Linked DNA regions of Sus scrofa: region 2 is linked to region 1. The links are chromatin contacts, called in public Hi-C maps. All regions are on one chromosome and are shown on one strand. The core of a region is the stretch at or near the end of the contact, and the rest is flanking DNA. Distances in the headings are between cores, read along the strand shown. Region 1 overlaps YPEL2 (protein yippee-like 2). Region 2 has its middle 3.6 kb from the start of MIR21.

What was found. A called contact is a pair of places that touch in the nucleus more often than the background predicts.
Region 2: a contact with region 1 is called in a Hi-C map of embryonic fibroblasts, with 1.8 times the contacts expected there. The contact joins two enhancer-like sites. A contact is called at or near these places in 3 of 47 Hi-C or Micro-C datasets (embryonic fibroblasts, heart right ventricle and subcutaneous adipose tissue) and 1 of 2 datasets of contacts at active chromatin or transcription factors (skeletal muscle).

Annotation. Positions count from the first base shown.
Region 1 is chr12:35,621,627-35,627,198 of Sscrofa11.1, reverse strand. All of the region lies in intron 2 of YPEL2 (protein yippee-like 2), which reads right to left. Among named protein-coding and RNA genes, the nearest start is that of YPEL2, 51 kb to the right of the region's middle. Within about 2 kb of position 3,503, at least 36 of the 83 cell types and tissues checked have an H3K27ac peak or open chromatin away from gene starts, as enhancers often do. A contact at or near this core is called in embryonic fibroblasts, skeletal muscle and subcutaneous adipose tissue, where this site is marked.
Region 2 is chr12:36,066,060-36,071,631 of Sscrofa11.1, reverse strand. No RefSeq gene overlaps it. Among named protein-coding and RNA genes, the nearest start is that of MIR21, 3.6 kb to the right of the region's middle. Within about 2 kb of position 2,356, at least 58 of the 83 cell types and tissues checked have an H3K27ac peak or open chromatin away from gene starts, as enhancers often do. A contact at or near this core is called in embryonic fibroblasts, skeletal muscle and subcutaneous adipose tissue, where this site is marked.

The DNA.
Region 1 (5,572 bases), core at 2,254-4,753:
ATTAAACATTTTCAGGGAGTTTGAATTTCCCTTGTGGTGCAGTGGATTTTCAGGATCTGGCAGTTGTTACTGCAGTCTCAGGCCACTGCTGTGGCACAAGTTTGACCCCTGGCTCAGGAACCTCTTTATGCCATGAGTGCAGACCAAAAAACTATTATTTTTTTTAGGGAGTTCCCTGGTAGTCTAGTGATTAGGATTCAGTGCTGCTGCAGGTTCAATCCCTCGTCTGGGACCTGAGATCCCACATCAAGTGACTACATGCCACCGCCAAAAGAAAAATAAATTTTTTTTTTCTTTTTAGGGCCACACCTGTGGCATATGGAGGTTCTCAGGCTAGGGGTCCAACTGGAGCTACAACTTCCAGCCACAGCCACAGCCACAGCAACATCAGATCTGAGCCGTGTCCGCGACCTACACCACAGCTTATGGCAATGCCAGATTCTTAACCCACTGAGTGAGGCCAGGGATCAAACCCACAACCTCATGGTTCCTAGTCGGATTGTTTCTGCTGCACCACAACCGTAACTACAGAAAAAAAATTTTTTAAATATATGTTCATAATGGACATATTACATAGCAACTTATGTACATCATTTATTAATAAACAGCCATATTAAGAATATAAGCTCTAACCTTTCACTGGTAGGGGTATGTGACTTTAAATGTTTAGAAGTCACCGCTCTGCGGGGGGTGGGTGGGTGGGGGTCCAATCTGGTTTGGTGGCAGGGCCTTTCTCTGGCCTGGCACAGATTAGAATTCCTAGATAGTAGGGTGGGGGAGGGCACATGGCAGAGAAGAGAAATGCCAGCCAGGCCCCGAGGTGCCTTGCAAGGCCACCACAGTTCCTCCAGGCCTGTTCGACAAGAGTGTGCTGGCAGAAGCCCACACTCTGCAAAGGGTGCCGAACCCCATGAAGGCTGTTTTTCATGGCTGTACCTGCTCAAGGTACCCACCTAGCGACAGTATCTGTGAACCTGTTTCTTCCGCCTGGCACTCAGGATCAGCTGAATCTCTGGGGCAGAACTCTGGAAGCTCTTTCACCCTGGCTTCCACACTGGGCCCCGGCCAAGCCAACATTTATGATGAGAAAAACATTCCCCGAGAACAACAGGCATCTTGCAAAGAGACACACAGACGAGAATAGCCCGGCTGGGTCGCTGTATCCTGTGGGGCGCAGCCCAGCCTGGCACAACCGGGCACAGTCTGGCGCTCCCTTGAGTGAGGGTGGTACCGAAGGTGGGGAGACTAAGAGGAAGTGAAGGAAGCAATTAGAATGAAGCAAACAGAATTTCAGACCAGGAGATCCCAAACAGACTGTCAGACGCATTTGTTTGCTGTTATTACTGCCAGGCAACAGGGCGACTCTTTTCCATGTTGTGTATCAACCAGGCCTGGTGTTCAGGACTCCAGGAAAGGGTTTTTTTTGGTTTGGTTTTGTTTTTTAAAAACTACACAAAACTTTTCTTCTGTCCTTTAAAGGAAAGTAACGGTTCCAGGCCCAACCCTTCCAGTCAGCTCAAAGGAACGGAAAGGGCTTTGAGTTTCCTGTTTAGTAGCCAAAACCACTCATTTCTGGCCCCTTTGAAAGTCTGGAAGGCGGCAATTCCTTCTAAAAGTAGGAGGACCACTGAAAGATGAATACTTGTGGGGGAGGTGGCAACAGATCAAACATGTGGGCTCCTCCTTCACTTGAAGAGACTCAGGCCTGACGTCCTCCCCGCCGGAGGCAGAGCCTCTCACACTCCTGGCTCTGGGAAGGTCAACCGTTATCAGTGGAGTAGGTGCCCCGGAAGGAGCATGGACATGACGGAAGCAGATGCCCACCCGACTACTCGGCTGTAACATCTGGGGGCTGCATGAGCCCTGGCATGTCTGTGCATGATAAGAAGATCTAGTCATGGCTCAGAAATTCAGGATAAAATCCTGGTTTTACAACTTAATAGCTACTTGACTGTGGGCGAATTTATTTAGCCGCTTTCAGCTTCCACATCTTTTACATCTGTAGATGAAAACCATGCCTTCTTCATACCTTGTTGAGAACAAGAAGTAAAACAAAGTAAATGAAGTGCAGAGTAAAAAAAAGTCCCCTATCTCTCCTCTTTGGCCTTTTCAGGAGCCTGGAGAAAAGAGATGAAAGGCTGACTCTAATCTATTTGGTTCTTCAAAATGTAGGGATGGGGAGTTCCTGTTGTGGCACAGCAGAAATGAATCCAACTAGCATCCATGAGGACACAGGTTCAATCCCTGGCCCACTCAATGGGTCTGGGATCCGGCATTGCTGTGAGCTGTAGCTTTGATTTGACCCCTAGCCTGGGAACCTCCATATGCTGTGGGTACGGCCCTAAAAAGCAAAAAACCAAACCAAACCAAAAAAGCAAAATGGGATGGGACTGAAGCTCCCCATGATCCTTGCATTTAGAATAATATTCTATGAGTCTTATTAAAGCGCTTGGTGCTTGCTTCCAACCTACCATCCACAGGCCTGTGGGCTTCAAAGAGATGGACTGCCAGAGTGACTCCTGACGTGGCCATATACTCGCTATGTTACTAACTTGGTCAAGTCAAGTAACTTCTCTGTAACTCAGTTTCTATTCTGGAAAATGGGCACAACAAAATAGTATTCACAGTCACACCACATGCATATGAGAATTAAATGAGATACTGTGTATGAAAGAAAGTACTTCATAAACATCAAAGTACAAAAGGTACACAGAGAGATGACAGACAGTCTGCCTGTCTCTCTAGGTTTGCTCAAGGTAATATACCAGGTACCATCTCAGTGAGAAGGTAACAAAAGTCTTAGATAGAGAAACAAAGGATTAGTAAAACCCCCGCCCTTGGGGTGTTGGCTAAACACCCCATCTCAACATCCTGCTGGGGAAGGTCAGGTCAGTCCTTTTTCCTTTCTCATGCCTTTCTGCATCCACGGTTGGTCTGGTGGAGTTAGCTATTCAGGGTCCAAGTAAACCCCAGGCTCCATGTCAAAGAGCTTAAAACCCAAGCAAAATAATACTGGATCTTGTTTGGGTTTCACCCTTGAAGAAGGATATGGGAAGAATGATACTAAAGGATGATGAAACCTTCCACAATGAGAAGCCAAGTGCAACCTAAAGAAACTGAACAGTTGGCCAAGAGGAAAGAAGATTAAAGGGGATTTCTTCCATCGTCTCTGCAATAACAAGAGGAAATGGGCTTAGATGGAAAGGAGAGTGACTTGGGTTAATTATAAGGGAAGAATTTCCTGACTCTGTATGATTTCCACAGTAGGACACAGGTCACCCGGAAAGACCAGGAAAGAACAAATACGAAAGAACAAAGACCTCTGTATGTGTTTATGGTGTAGGCAGAGTTTTCACATATCTGTCTAGAAACTTTGAGATGGGGTAAAAAGCCAGCGTGCTGCCCAGGGCTGGAAGCATGGCCACCTCCAGCCCTCCTCCACTGGCTTTGAGCTTTGGTAGCTCTCGATTCGCCCTCACATTCTCAAAACAGATGGAGGGAGGGGCAGGGAAGGGACTGGCTCTAAAGGAGGAAATATCTGCTGCATGGAGTCATAAAATTCCAAGGGCATGGGAGCATACATGATGCAAATGATGCAAGGAACTGAATGGTAAAAAAAAAAAAAAAAAAAAAGGTGATGTGGGGCCCGGGTGCCACATTTTATTGCTGAAATGGGGAGATTCTAGGATCTAAGTCACTTAATGATCAGACTTTTCAAATTCAGCAGATGCCCACAACCAGTACTTCCTCCTAGCTCACCACAGAGAAGGCCTGGAAAACATGCACAGGGGATCCCCATAACCAGACGAGCCTCATCCTTTCCAGAAGAAAGCCTGATCTGTCTGCTCAGGGGGACTGGCTTCTGAGAGAGAGAGTGAAAAGGTGGATCCAGGATGTAATGGCAGCCAGTTGTGAACAGCTGGGCCCTATGAAGATGATTATAAAACTTTTAGGAGGCTGAAATAATGGAGCTCAAATTTCTCTCCAAAATCATCTGGTCCTTCCACCCTGGGGTACTGATCCAACCCCACCCCCAAACTCTTAATTCAAAAAGATACATACACCCCAATATTCACAGCAGCATTGTTTACAATTGCCAAGGTATGGAAGCAACCTAAATGTCCATCAACAGATGAATGGATAAAAAAGATGTAGTATAGGAGCTCCCGCTGTGGTGCAAGAGGATCAGCCATGTCTCTGCAGCACCAGGATGCAGGTTTGAGCCCCGGCCTGGCACACTGGATTAAAGGATCAAAGTTGTGGTGTAGGTCCCAACTGTGGCTTGTATGTGATCCCTGGCCTGAAAACTCCATAAGCTGTGGGGTGGCCAGGGAAAAAAAAAGAGAGAGAGAGAAACAGAGAAGAGGAAAAAAAAAAAAAAAAAAGACGTGGTATATATATTAGCCATAAAAAAGAATGAAATTTTGCCATTTGCAGCAACATGAGGGGGCATGATGCTAAGTAAAGTAAGTTAGATAAAGACAAATACTACATGCTATCACTTACACGTGGAACTAAAAACACAATAAACTAGTGAATTAAACAAAAAAGAAGCAAACTCACAGATTTAGAAAAACAGTGTGGAGAGGGGAGGGGCAATCTAGGGGTTGGGTTTTTTTGTTTTGCTTTTTAGGGTCACATCCATGGCATATGGAAATTCCCGAGCTAGGGGTTGGATTAGAGCTACAGCTGCCAGCCCATGCCACAGCCATAGCAACACCGGATTCTTAACCCATTGGGCAAGGCCAGGGATCGAACCCATGTCCTCATGGATACTGATCGGCTTTGCCATAGGTGAGTCATAATGGGAATTCCAGGGTTGGGGATTTTAAAAAAATGTTTTTATGGGATTATATGAAATCATGTGTGTGAAACTTTTGAAAACTATCAGGCTTTTGAAAACAATTCACTATGAGCTGCTGAACTTAAAAAGACAACATGAGTTAATATGCCTAGAAAGAATACAATCGATTTCCTGTTTTTATGTTTCAATCTACATGTCTGTTCCCAAAGCCAACTGAGTATTGGCAAATGAAAATGTCCTTAAACTACAAAGGATTTCTGGGAAGTGAATGGACAAAACCTACAGACTCTCAAGGCAAGTCTTCCTCTGTAACCAATCCAGGCACAAAGGCCAAAAAAAGAGCTTCTCTCCAAGACTGAAGCCACTTACTATGCAGGGGATTGCTTTTAAAAATTTTTAATCTATTTCTTTATTTTTGGCTACAGTGTGCAGTGACTTGCTGTGGGAGCTCAGTTCCCAGACCAGGGACTGAACCCAGGCTACAGACGTGAAAGCGCTGAGTCCTAACCACTAGACCACCAGGGAACTCTCCAGGGGCTGCTTTTAAATATTTTCTAACAATCAATCACTCTGGTGAATTGGAGACAATTTACAGATGAGATTGAGGTGGGTCACTAAAATGGGAAATTACTACGAAATAACAGTCACAGCTCACATTCACATACTGCTTACTACATGCCAGATAGGATTACATAAATCAAGTAATTCAACCCTCAACAATTACCTGAGGAGTTCCCATTATGGCTCCATGAGAATGTGGGTTCGATC
Region 2 (5,572 bases), core at 1,107-3,606, 450 kb before region 1:
TCTGGAGAATGTCCAGTTTATTCTCTGGCAGGGAGAAATTAAGAGAGTGGTCTCTATGGGCAGCACGTTCACCAGGAGATGAGGAGTTAGGAAAGCTGACATACACTTTTATTGGGCGCACAATTCAATTGGTATCTTCCCTCCAAGTGGTCAAGACAGAATATAGGAGGGGCACCAACTCAAACTCGGGGTCCCTCCTATATTCCTGGCTGCATGATCAGGAGGTGTTGCTTTCTTAGGGTTCTCTGGTTCCTTCTTCATGTATACTCCACTTGCTTTATTTCACCGTTACCTGGATTCTCCTTAGGTAGCACCTCCTGCCTGCCCTTAAATCTCCACTGCTGCTTCACCAGGACTCTTGCAACATCCATTTAGCAGATACTCACTGAGACCCTACCCTGTGCTTGGCACACCAAGGAGAGCACAGTAGTGCCTGCTCTTATGGGACTTCTGTTCTAGAGGAGGAAACAGCAAAAACAAGAAAATGGAAAACAAGTTGTGAATTACGGGTAGGCACTTGAAAGGACACAGAAACGAAGGTGGGCAAAGAATATGGCTCACTGGTCTTGTCTCTTCTACCCATCCTACACACAGCTCCCCCGAAGGTGCCTTCCTGCTGTCTCCCAGGACTTCCCCTGGCCCCGCCCCTACCTGGCAATTCAATTGCCACATCAGCATGAAATCATTCCAGATCCTTCCTAGTCAGCAACTCTCTTTCTCATGGCCTTCATCTTGACTCTACATTGTATTTACCTGCATATACGCATAACCGCCAAGAAGACTGAAAACTCCCAGAGGGAGATCATTTTTCCAAAGCTTTGTCTCTTCCCTATAGTACCTTAAGTGGTAGAGATTTAAAAAGTGGATAAAAAAATTTCTTCCCCAAATGTGTCTAATACCACTACTGGCCCTAAATATTTCATAGGGTTGTTAGGAAGACCAAATAAAACTCAAGATGTGAAAGTGCTTTGAAAAAGAAAAAAAGGTCTGTACAAGTAGAAATTGCCTTGTAATCATAATTACAGCAAACATTACCAGGAACCTGCCCACACAGGATGGCTAAGAGTGGAGCTGGCTTTTCCAACACTTGGCATAGGGACGTGCAAAGGCTGCTCGTCAATTTAAATGCAAAACTTTTTCAGCTGTGGCCTTTTAATGTGCTGCACTCTCCCTTTCCCCATCACCTACCTTGTGATCATAAGATGAAACAAGTAAGCAGAAGTTTGGACTTTTGTACCAGACTTTTCCGCAGAACTGAGTGGCTAGGATCCAGAATATTTGAATTCTTGCTCTACTTCCTTGTTTCCTCCAGCAAATCACTGGACTTCTCTGCTTAATTTCCTCATGGGGCTATTGTAAGGATTTAATGATTAAATACAATACACATAAAACAGCATTGAAAACAGTGCCTGGTGCAAAGCAAGCAAGCAATCATTATCACAGTTACAATAAATCCACTGTGTTTCCTGGTACAGGGCACATCAGAGAAGGTTCCTGGGAGCTAATCTTGATCAGTGGTTGTGAACAAAGAACAAACCATGGAGGGGACACAGGAGCAGGAAGAAGGGGCTGGTGCAAGGGGCAGACTGGAGCGAGCCTCAAGGGTGTGGCCCTTGTGCCTCAGCGGAGACAAATCTGACTAGCACCCATGAGGATGCAGGTTCGATCCCTGGCCTCGCTCAGTGGGGTTGCTGGTGAGCTGTGGTGTGGGTCGCAGACATGGCTTGGATCTGGCATGGCTGTGGCTGCGGTGTAGGCCAGGGACTACAGCTCCGATTCTGCCCCTAACCTGGGAACCTCCAAATGCCGCGGGTGCAGCCCTCAAAAGACCAAAAAAAAAAAAAACCCAACCAAAGAAAAAAAACCAAACCAAGTGAGATTAGATAGAGAAAGTCTGGCTGCTTGAAGAGGCTTAGGACTGTCACTCAAGTGAAACCGATTCTCAAGACACTAGGAGGTGCCCAAAAAAATGAAAGGCAGAAAAAGGCCTCCTCTTGTTATTTTTGGCTTTTATCTTCTTAAGTAATGAAAAGAGGGTGAGAACAACAAGGTTCTCTGGTGACGTGGAGCGTTGGGCTTCAGCACTTACTGCCAAGAGAAGTGAACCTGAGCTGCTCTTTTGTTTCCTACACAACCTGGTGAGGAGCCAAAGGAAGACAAAAGTAATGTGAACAGTCATCCCCCACCTTCGGGGAAAGGCGGAACCACCCCTCTTTTCAAATCCCAAGCCGCCGCCCTCCGAGAAAACACCCGCCCCCCATCGGAAACAGACGGGGACACAATGAAGCAATGCTGTCCGGCGGGGTCAGTCGACGCGGCCTGAAGGAAAAAGCTGCTCAGGCTGTTCCCTCGAGGGGGGCAGATGGCAACAAAGGGAAATGACGTTGGGGATTAGGTGGGGGGCGAGAAACGTGGCCTTCGGAGGCCTCCTTGAATAAACAAGGCTTTTCCCCGCAGGGCTTTGGGGGGGAAGGCCGTCCCCGCGAGCCGCGCGACCCGTGGCAACCCCTCCCTGGAAACGCTCCAAAGGGCCGGGGGCGGGGGGGGGTGTCCCCTCTCAGGCTGATCCTCAGAATCAGCCAGAGGCGTCCCCTCAAGAATTCAGGAATGTGGTTTCCAACGCAAACAGACCCTCCATGGTGGAAAACGTGCTGGAGTGCGGCCAGGCCGTCCCGTCGCGTCCTGAGTCATGTGGAAACGGTTCCCCCGCGGGCTGCACACCTGGGCTGCCGACCGCAGAAGGGGATTTCCAAACGGACCGGCGGCCGTAAATCCTGCCTCCCTTCCCAAGGCGCTGCAGGTCCACTTTCTCGGAAGCGCGCCCCAGAGATTCCCAACTTCCTAACTCCGCTTCTAGGCTGCCTCAGAGCGGCAACTGCTGCTGACCCAACGCATCGAGGAGCCAAGCAACGCCGTGCTTTTCAAAAAGGTTTATTTTAAATGAAGAGGAACAGATGTCCAGGGTTTCCAAACTGCCACACATTTGTGGATTTGGCTGACAAGCGCTCTAGGCTGCATTTCGTCTCTGTTCCCAGAGAGTCAGAGCCAGCCACTCAGAACTGACTCACTTGCTCTGGGCCACAGTTTGGGCCAGTAGCCCAACTGCAGAACTAGGATCCCAGATCGCAAATGAATCCAGGGTGTTCGGGTAGACAGCGGGGGCCATCTAACACAACTCACTTTATTTCAGTAGTCTCAACACCCACACAGCAAACTGTGGAAGGCCAGTAGGTCAGAGAATGAGCAAACAGTTGGCACCTGCCTGTCCCAGCGCCACACAATTCCAAAGGCCATGAGTAAGCAACTCTCCAGAACAGGTTTTTGTTATAATCTCTTCTGAGTACTGATTAAATATGCAAATACATGTAAGTTATTTGCTGCAATTCAGTCCTCACCCTCAAGGCAAATGTATTACCTCAGGTGAACTCTTGGCTTTGCTGAGAAGGGCAGGGCAGGAACCCAAGCCCCTAACTACCAGATACAAATGACTCAACTGCTTCTAGAATTTTCAAGTACACTATGTGCTTTCTTTTCTCCTTGTCTTTGAGAATAAAGGAACAAACACTTCGCATGTAGCACTTTTGTGTAGCATTTCGTTTACTATGTTTTGTGAATACCAGAGGAGGTTTCATCATGTGAGTTAGAGATGGACTGTGACTTAGCTTTTAAAAATGGCTATTATGGAAGTTGCCGTGTGGCACAGTTGGAGGTAAAGATCCAGTGTTGAGCGGCTGTGGCACAGGCTGAAACTGCAGTGCCGAGTTTGATCCCTGGCCTGGGAACTTCCACATGCCTCGGGTGTGGCCAAAAAAAAAAAAAAAAGCTATTAAACTGCTTAGGTTAAGTTTTTGTGAGCAGATTAATAAAACTATTTCTCAATAGAATAATCCAATCTTGTGTTTTTCTAACTGGAATGACTTGCAGGTCTTTTTTTTTTTTTTTGGCCACACCCATGACATGTGAAAGATGTTCTCAGGCCAGGGATCAAATCCATGCCACAGCAGCAACCTGAGTCACTGCAGCAACAGGATTCTTAATGTGCTGAGCCACAAGGGAACTCTGACTTTCAGGTCTTACTGAGGAAGATCTGGCAGGCCCCCACATCAATTTTTTATTTGACTGTTTAAAACCTCTTCACACTCAGCAAATCTCACTGGATATTCCAGAGGGAATGTTTCTAACAAGGTATTAAAAGCTGACCATGGGAGTTCCCGCCGTGGCACAGTGGTTAACGAATCCAACTAGGAACCATGAGGTTGCGGGTTCGGTCCCTGCCCTTGCTCAGTGGGTTAACGATCCGGCGTGGCCGTGAGCTGTGGTGTAGGTTGCAGATGTGGCTCGGATCCTGCGTTGCTGTGGCTCTGGTGTAGGCCAGAGACTACAGCTCCGATTCGACGCCTAGCCTGGGAACCTCCATATGCCGCGGGAGCGGCCCAAGAAATAGCAAAAAAGAAAAAGCTGATCATTTCCTTTATCTTTCTCCATCTTCCAGATTTTTTCCTTCTTTTTAAGGCCACACCTGTGGCACATGGAAGTTCCCAGGCCAGGGATTGAATTAGAGCTGCAGCTGCCGGCCTGTATCACAGCCATGGCAACAATGGATCCAAGTCACATCTGTGACCTATGCCGAAGCTCATGGCAACACCGGATCCTTAACCCACTGAGCAAGGCCAGGGATCGAATGTGCATTCTCAGGAACACTAGGTCACACTGAGACACAGTATGAACCCACTGAGTCACAATGGGAACTCCCAGATTTTTTTTTTTCTTTTTTTTTAGTATTTACTTTTTCTTTTGGCTGCACCTGTGGCATGTGGAAGTTTCAGGGCCAGGGAATGAGCCTGCACCACAGCAGTGACACCAGATCCATAACATGCTGAGCCACTAGGGAACCCTGTTTTATTTGGCTTAATATAATTTGTGCTTAATGCATCATTCTGAGTAACAAGCCTTAGACCATCCTACTAAGGGTATAGCCAGCACAGAGCGAAGTAGGAACACAGGCTGAGCTTGTCTGTGCTAAGCACTTACTCCTATACACATCGACTTAACTAGTGTATTTCAGAAATGTCACTTCCAGACTTATCTTTTCCCGGATTTTTAGTGAATGGAAACAGTGGCCATTACTTGAATGAAATAAACATTCTCCCTTTCTTCTAAGTGCCACACTCCAAATTATGGTTAGACACAGAGAAAGCAGAAAACACTGCACGTTCCCGCATGGCTGTTTGAAGGGAGATGCTCCTCCGTTCGGAGGTGTGGATACCCTGATGGGATGCACTGCATTGTCTTGCTTGACAATCACTTAGTTGACACATGATAAAACACTGCAGGTATTGGAGGCACAGAATGAGACTTAAAACAAAGGAGAGATGGAATCGAAAGAATTCCCAGGCCCTTTTTTTATTTGCAGTAATATCAAACCATCCATTTACAAATTTTCTGGTCTCCAATCAGCTGGAATTAACTAGGCTTGTCTTTTGGGATCATGTTGTTTGCATCCACTTTGGAAAGAAAAGAACAAATCAACCGCAGGAACAGCAGGGTAGCACAGAGTTCCCGCTGGAATCCA